3 separate regions of the Lactuca sativa genome follow, and regions 1 and 2 are each linked to region 3. The links are chromatin contacts, called in public Hi-C maps. All regions are on one chromosome and are shown on one strand. The core of a region is the stretch at or near the end of the contact, and the rest is flanking DNA. Distances in the headings are between cores, read along the strand shown. Region 1 holds the start of LOC111895665 (cyclin-dependent kinase inhibitor 7). Region 2 holds the start of LOC111895722 (cyclin-dependent kinase inhibitor 7). Region 3 holds the start of LOC111895637.

Evidence for each region. Hi-C and Micro-C count contacts between places; a contact is called where the count stands out from the background.
Region 1: a contact with region 3 is called in a Hi-C map of leaf, with 6 times the contacts expected there. The contact joins the promoter of LOC111895665 here to the promoter of LOC111895637 in region 3. A contact is called at or near these places in 2 of 4 Hi-C or Micro-C datasets (bud and leaf).
Region 2: a Hi-C map of leaf shows a contact between it and region 3, with 6 times the contacts expected there. The contact joins the promoter of LOC111895722 here to the promoter of LOC111895637 in region 3. A contact is called at or near these places in 3 of 4 Hi-C or Micro-C datasets (leaf and seed).

What each region holds. Positions count from the first base shown.
Region 1 is chr7:158,459,664-158,462,509 of Lsat_Salinas_v11, reverse strand. LOC111895665 (cyclin-dependent kinase inhibitor 7) reads right to left here and starts at 1,553. Exons shown (of 4, transcript XM_023891742.2): 1 at 1,120-1,553; 2 at 963-1,015; 3 at 636-845; 4 at 260-496. The coding sequence starts at 1,425. The coding sequence ends at 427.
Region 2 is chr7:158,493,560-158,496,259 of Lsat_Salinas_v11, reverse strand. It overlaps LOC111895722 (cyclin-dependent kinase inhibitor 7), which reads left to right and starts at 1,289. Exons shown (of 4, transcript XM_023891794.3): 1 at 1,289-1,915; 2 at 2,026-2,078; 3 at 2,199-2,411; 4 at 2,542-2,700. The coding sequence starts at 1,610. The coding sequence ends at 2,611. LOC111895610 (a long non-coding RNA gene) reads left to right here. Exons shown (of 3, transcript XR_008225270.1): 3 at 1-910.
Region 3 is chr7:158,323,804-158,326,503 of Lsat_Salinas_v11, reverse strand. LOC111895637 reads left to right here and starts at 1,282. Exons shown (of 7, transcript XM_023891715.3): 1 at 1,282-1,686; 2 at 2,268-2,325; 3 at 2,444-2,524; 4 at 2,594-2,629. The coding sequence starts at 1,490.

The sequences.
Region 1 (2,846 bases), core at 304-2,803, 140 kb before region 3:
ATCATGTTGTACAAGATTCTTTCATGTGGAAATTATGATCACAATCAAAATTTTAAACTCTCAAAATTGAAAATTTCCCAAAATTATTTGAAAATAATTAAACATAATTGTAAGAAAGTATTTATACCCGGATTTGTAGCAGGCTGCAAGGAATTGTCCCATATATGCCCCACAAAATTACAGTTGCAGAAGAGAGAGAGTGTAGAATTGTTTGTTAATAGTTATGTTGCAGAAGAAGAAGCTTCTAACGATGGAGAAATGAAAGAAGAGAGGTTAGATTACGAGATAAAGCCTAGATTGTTGTCATAACAGAAACCCAAAAAGGGAAAATAGTTACAGAAATTAGAATTCGAAATTAGTAGAAGAAGGGAATAATCAAGAACTAGATGATATGTCTTTCGATTTGACAGCTGATGGATCCATTGATTATGGCTTTAATCGAACCCATTGGTACCTTCCTTCCATTGGAACATCTTTCACGATATCATAGTTGTACCTGATGAACAGTAAAAACGAAAATTAGTTGGAGATATTGATTGTACTCCAAATTCTACAATGCGCATGTGGAGGAATAGTGGAGGTTCACGTTAAGATTGGTGTATGTGTATCATGAACAAATCGCCATAGCTACTTACTTTTCTGTGAAACGTTTCTTTTCGTACTTTTCCGCTTCTGAGAAAAATTCTTCAAGCTCGGCCGGAGAAGGAGACTTTTCCGGTGGTGGTTTACGACCGGAAGTAGCTTCGTTTGCGGCTCCGGTCTTCTTCTTCTTCTTTGGAGTAGATGTGGATAACGACTCCATTTCTTCTGATTCCAAGGAAACCACACTTGATGCAGATGTCTCTCTACTGTAAATTAACAAACATGAAAACAAAAATTTTAGTAAATAGACAAAAAACGAAACGGTAGAACTGATCAAAATTGAAACAGAATCATAATTGAGAGTGATTAATTGATTTTACCTGAGACCGTCGTTACTGAACATGAAGATTTCTGTTTCGGAAAGACACTCCGCCTGTAATTATGAACATCGATTCGGATTAGTTAAGATCTACAGCAAATTCACCAGCTTCTAGGAAAAAAACAAGCGTTGTATTTACTGGAATTTTGAATTCAAACCTTCAGATCTGGTCTGGAATCGTCAATAATAGAGCACATAAACGACGAAACATGATCAGAAACACCAGACACCGCCGTCAAAACAACATTCTCATGGAAATTTTCGTCAATCTCACGTCGAGACCGAAACCGAAGCTGGAAACCACTCTCCTGATCTTGAGAATCCAATCTTCTTCTCTTACCGGTGCCGGAGCTTGTAACATCTGTATCTCTACTCCGCCGGACTTCTCCATCGGAATTTGGAACCTCCATTGCTGAAACCTCTTCTGTGCTTTCACATCCGCTTATACACGTTTCCTCGATCATAATTCACACATACAAAATGCTGTATATTCAAACTGAAAAAACGAACCTCTTTCTCTCCCTCTTTAAGGCAACTTGAGAATAGAGAAAGGGAAAAGAAAGAGTGGAAATATAAGTAAGAGTCGACATGATTGGATGGTTCAAAAATTAATGAGTCGGGTAACAAATTATGTGTATATATTCATTTATTTTATTTTATTTATTATTATTATTATTATTATTATTATTATTATTATTTTGTGCTTTAACATTAAAATTCTGTTTAAAAATAATATTTTTTTTTATCGACAATAGTTGGTATAACCAGTTTCCAACAACTCTTTCGGTGTTTAACAACTTTAACGTGTAACAAATTACGTTTATTATACACATTTATATATACTGAAATTTTTACACAATTTAACATTAAAATAATATTTCTGCTTAAAAACACATTAAAGTTTTTCTTCAAAACAATTATTTGTTTTACAATTAACATTGTTTTTGAAAAATATGTTGTTCTAATTGTGTTGAAATAACCAACTAGGGAAATTGAGTAATTTAACCATAATATAAAATTTATTTGAATAAAATAACCCAAAAAAGGTTTTTTTGGAAAAATAACCATCAAGTCTGAAATAGAGGATTTTAGATAGAGAAAAATATATTTTCCAACAAAAAATAAATTTCGAATTGATATTCAAGAACTAAAATTTCAGAGTTCAAATTTTTTTTTCATAATTTTAAGAAAAAAATTGAAATCCGATGAACAGTTTCGAAACTTTGAGAAAAAAAATATATTTTATATAAAATTAAACAAACATAATAAATATAAAATATATATTAGAATATGGCTTGAAATCAAATATTTAACTAAAAACCGATAATATTAAATATTTTGAAATAAAGAGTTTAGATATAAACAAAAATATTTTTTTGAAAAACTTTTCGCAAAAATACTTTGGAATTAAATATTTGTCTACAATAAATCATTCAAGAAGAAAATGATTATATTTTCAAAAACTAAAAAACTAGTTAAAAAAACTCATTTATAATAGTTATTTTTCTTAATTTTTCTATTTTATATAAAATCAAAACATAAATAACTATGAAATTCCTCTCACGACTTGTTATCAGAGGCGGTTCCACTATGGTGCTCATATGGCACCGACAACCCCTATTTTCTTTTTCGGACGCATTTTTTATTATTACACCACTAAATAAATAAAATGTGTCATCGACAACAGCTACTACGAAATCATACGTCAACTCCAGCTTGTTATACCATCTACATAATGTTGCTTATTGTTTTTCATATTTACACTTCTAAGTTTTAAATTTTTCTCACAAATTTATTCCAACCTTAGTTTTTTGTGTCTTATAGATTTACTTTTATGTAAAAAATTGAATTTGGTTTATTAGCAAAATATTCATACTTCACATCA
Region 2 (2,700 bases), core at 40-2,539, 170 kb before region 3:
AATTAATTTGGTAAGCAAAAAGTTACAATCCAACGAAATGCTTCTTGATGTTGCTGTAAAAAATTTAGAGGGGTTAATTAATTATTTTGAAGGATATAGGGAAAGTGGGTTTGACTTTGCTATTAGTGAAGCAAAAGAAATAGCAAATAGTGTTAAAGTTAAACCCGAATTTCCTCAAAAACGCAATAAAAAAAGAAAACAACATTTTGATGAAATTCCAAATACCGAAAGAGAACACCAATCTTCTCAAGAAGTATTTAAAAGGGATTATTTTTTTATTCTTGTTGATATGGCTCTTGTTCAATTGAAAAGTAGATTTGAACAATGCAATATTTTGAATCGATATTTGGTTTTTTGTTTGATGGTTCCAAATTAGTTTTTTTAGTTGATGATGAATTAAAGAAATGTTGTTTAAATCTTGAGTCCAATTTGAAAAATGGTGAAGATTATGATATTAATGGAGATGGTTTATTCATTGAATTAAAACTTTTGCAGAAAATGTTGCCGGATGAAGCATACAAAAGTCGAAGTCCTTGGACATCTATTCAAATAATGGAGTATGCAAGAAGAATGGATATGTTCCCTAATGTGTTGGTTGCATATAGGATATTATTGACGGTGCCGGTTACGGTTGCTTCCGCGGAAAGAAGTTTTTCAAAATTGAAGCTTTTGAAATCGTATCTCCGAAGTACCATGACTCAAGAAAGATTGAATGGATTAGCAATTTTAAGTATTGAAAGTGATTTTTTAAAAAATATTGATTATTGTAAAATAAGAGATGCTTTCGCTTTAAAAATTGCGCGAAGACACCATTTTAGGTGATTTTTTGTATATTTTATTTGTATTATTTGTTTGATCATAAAAAATTACTGCATTTTTTATATTAGAAATTACTACATTTGTTTGATTATATGTTTTTGTTATTGTATGGTACACATATAAGGGCAGAATTTTTTTATCTCGTCCCGGATAGTAAAAAACAATAGACCGGCCCTATATATATATATATATATATATATATATATATATATATATATATATATATATATATATATATATATATATATATATATATATATATATATATATTTGTAAATGCCTGTAACCTTCTTGTGAATGCGATTACTGAATGATCAACTCTCCCAAAAGTAGGATATTTATTTCATTAATATCATTGTTTAATATGTTAGTTGCCTCTATATAAATGTATCTAACTTTAACTGTGATTGTACCAATTCATTGCATCTCACCTGAAAATTTCATTCATTGCACACCTTCCTCATAACCATTATAAACACTTAAACCTACACAATCAGATAATATTCTTTTTTGAACATTGTGATCAAAAAATTATATTAACGACAATAACTTTATTATTAGAAATATGAAAAGCATATTTTCAATATAACAACTTCAATTTTATACAATAACTTTTATATTAGAAAACAACCGACTTATTAAATTTCACACCGTCCGATCATGTCCAACCTTACCTTTATTTCCACTCCAGTCTTTTCACTTTGTCTATTCAGCTTTAAAGAGAGAAAAGATGTTGGTTTTTTCAGTTTGATTCATCTAAAGAATATACAGCAATTTGTATGTGTGAATTATGATTGAGGAAACGTGCACAAGCGGATGTGAAAGCACTGAAGAGGTTTCCACAATGGAGGTTCCAAATTCCCATGGAGACGTGCGGCGGAGTAGAGATACAGATGTTTCGAGCTCCGGCACCGGTAAGAGAAGAAGATTGGATTCTCAAGCTCAGGAGAATGTTTTTCAGCTTCAGTTTCAGTCTCGAAGTGAAATTGGCTTCAATTTCCATGAGAATGTTGTTTTGACGGCGGAGTCCGGTGTTTCTGATCATGTTTCGTCGTTTATCTGCTCTATCAATGATGATTCGAGACCAGATCTGAAGGTATGAATTAAAATTCAAAATTCTAGTAAATACATCGATTATTTTTTTTCTCGAGTAATGAATTTGTGTTTGTTACATCTTAATTAATCCGATTGAATGTTCATTTACAGGCGGAATGTCTTTCCGAAACCGAAATCTTCATGTCCAGTAACGACGGTTTCAGGTCAAATTCTCAATTATGATTCTGTTTCAACAATTTTTATCAGTTCCATCGTTTCGGATTTGTCTATTTGTAGAAAACTCCACACCACTAAATTTTTGTGTTATGTTTGTCAATTTACAGTAGAGAGACATCTGCATCAAGCGTGGTTTCATTAGAATCAGAAGAAATGGAGTCATTATCCACATCTACTCCAAAGAATAAGAAGAAGACCGCAGCTGCAAACGAAGCTACTTCCGGTCGTAAACCACCACCGGAAAAGTCTCCTTCTCCGGCTGAGCTTGAAGAATTTTTCTCGGAAGCGGAAAAGTACGAACAGAAACGTTTCACAGAAAAGTAAGTAGCTATGGCGGTTTGTTCATGATACACCTCCACCACCCACCTCCACTACTCCTCCACATGCGCATTGTAGAATTTGGAGTACAATCATTATTTCCAACTAATTTTCGTTTTTACTGTTCATCAGGTACAACTATGATATCGTGAAAGATGTTCCAATGGAAGGAAGGTACCAATGGGTTCGATTAAAGCCATAATCGATGGATCCATGACCTGTCAAATTGAAGACATATCATCTAGTTCTTGATTCTTTCCCACTTCTACTAATTTCGAATTGTAATTTCTG
Region 3 (2,700 bases), core at 33-2,532:
GTGACATTATCAACAATTTTGCATGAGGAAGGAATGGTAATATATATATATATATATATATATATATATATATATATATATATATATATATATATATATATATATATATATATATATATATATATATATATATATATATATATATACTAGTTTATAACCCGTGGGAACCACGGTTAGAAAATTAATTAAACTTTCTAAGTAAAAACTCAAAACTATTAATTAATAATTTTAAATAACTTATTAATTAAAAGATATTTTTTTAGTTATATAAAATTATAATCGTTGATTCAAATAAATACGTAAAATATATAATCTTTTAATTTGTATAAATTTTACTTTATTTTATTCTAATATTATTAATTTAATGTAATTAAATTGCGATTTAAATTTTGAAATTTGAAATTGAAATGGAGAATTAATAGATTGACAAGCGTCAATAGATTGACAAGTGTTATGGTATTAATTACAATGCCTAACATGGTGACACATGACAAAAGAACTACTGGGATATATATATATATATATATATATATATATATATATATATATATATATATATATATATATATATATATATATATATATAGGGTAAAGTGAATATACCTAACAACCTTATATAAGCTTAGGTACCTAACTTCATCAAACTACGTCATTTTGCATTAAATTTTCATTGCAATCATCTAAGGTTCTTAAACTTCATCCCTAAACTTGATTCACTTAAAAAAAATTCGAAATTCATCATTATATTTCTCCTACATCCTTTCATTTGTAGCGGTAGGATATGAAGCCCATCAGGTGGTATTCAATAGAAAGACGTGATGTAAAATAAAGATATTGTTGAAAGTCCAAAGATTTTGGAAGTAATCAAGTTATGAGGTTGAAGTTTAAAAACCTTAGGCAATTACAATGTAAATATGATACAAACCGATGTAGTATTATGGAGTTAGGTACCTAAGCTTATATAAGGTTGTTAGGTATATTCACTTTACCCATATATATATATATATATATATATATATATATATATATATATATATATATATATATATATATATATATATATATATATATAAAATCTTTTGGTACAAAAAACAAATCTACGAATTAGCAAGTGAAATTTCTCGATTATCCGTATTATATAAAATTCCTAAAAAATAATTATCTCTATTTTATGAATAATTCTATTTAACATTTTAATGTTTTATGACATAATTGGACTATATTGTTTATGCAAGAAAAGGGGAAAAAATAAAAACCCAAAACACGTTTCCGCCAAGCGATCACATTGCCGCATCACCATGATCGGCTGCTGGACCCCACTCCCAATAAGATACAATCTCCTCGTGAAAACCACATCCAACAGGTCCTCAACGATCCACCACCACCACCAGAACTAACTCGCCTTTTTCTCTGATTTCATCTTCAGTAATCATCGTGTTTGTGAAAAAAACTGATTAGGGTTTGAGCGGGGGGGATAACGCCTAAAGTTATGTTGAGTAGCGGAGGTGGAGGAACCTTTTATTGGGTTCGAAATGAGGAGGAGACGTCATCTGCATCGAAACTCGAAGGAATCGTTGTAATTTTTGCTTGGGGTTCGCTTGACGAGTGTCGCTTGAAGAATTATGTCGATCTGTATTCGTCTATTGGTTGGAACTCTCTTGTTGTTCTTTCCGATTTTCTCAACCCGTAAGTTCATCTGTACTCAATTAGGAGTTCTGTATGTGATATGGTACATCTGTTTAAGTATTTAAACTGTCGAAAACGTTCTGAAATTGTTCTTCGAGTACTGTGTTGTGGGGCAAGCTAAAAGTTGAGTATCTTGTTATAATATATAAGCTATAAAACTGTAGGTTTTGATTGGGGCTTTCATATATTCTGGAATGTTAAAAGTATAAAGAACACATGCTGGGAGATTCAAAGGATCCAAGTAATTCGCCTTTATTTTGCGCGAAATTTGATGAATAATTTGAATATAAGACTATTAAGCGACATCAAAAAAGGGTTTGATCATTCCTCAGATTTTAGGGATAAGAGCATCATAGCAATTGTGAAATATCTTGTTGCTTGATTGATCTTTTAGGATAAAAAAATAGTTCTTTGTAGGCATCTATCACATACTTATGCATATGATGCAACGATGTCTTTATCCCCTTTAGATTTACACTTACACTTGATACAAATTAGCCATAAACAAAGTGGATGTTTGAAATTATATATATCTAGTTCAACAATTATTTTAAATTCCTGATTTCACATGATATTTACAGATTTTTTCCTGAGAAAGCCACAGCACTTGCTTTTTCCATCCTCAATGAGCTTTTAGAGGTCAGTTATCATCCATTAAAATATGTAAACTCTAATATTTCTCTTAACATTTTCCAATTGAGAATTCCAAAATTAAAGTACTAAATTTAAATAAATATATGCCTATTTGTGAATGTAGGATTTAAGATCTAGACCATGTCCTTTAGTCCTTGCATCATTTTCCGGTGGCTCACAAGCTTGTATGTATAAGCTTCTTCAGGTAAATATCATTAAACTTAATTTAAATATATTAAATTATTCATATCTAATCATTATACATATGTTACAGATTATTGAAGGAACATGTGAAGCACATCTCAATATGGTATTAAATGTTAAATCTGTATGTTTTTGCTTTTTAATATCAATAACATTTTCATTTTCTAAATATGTATA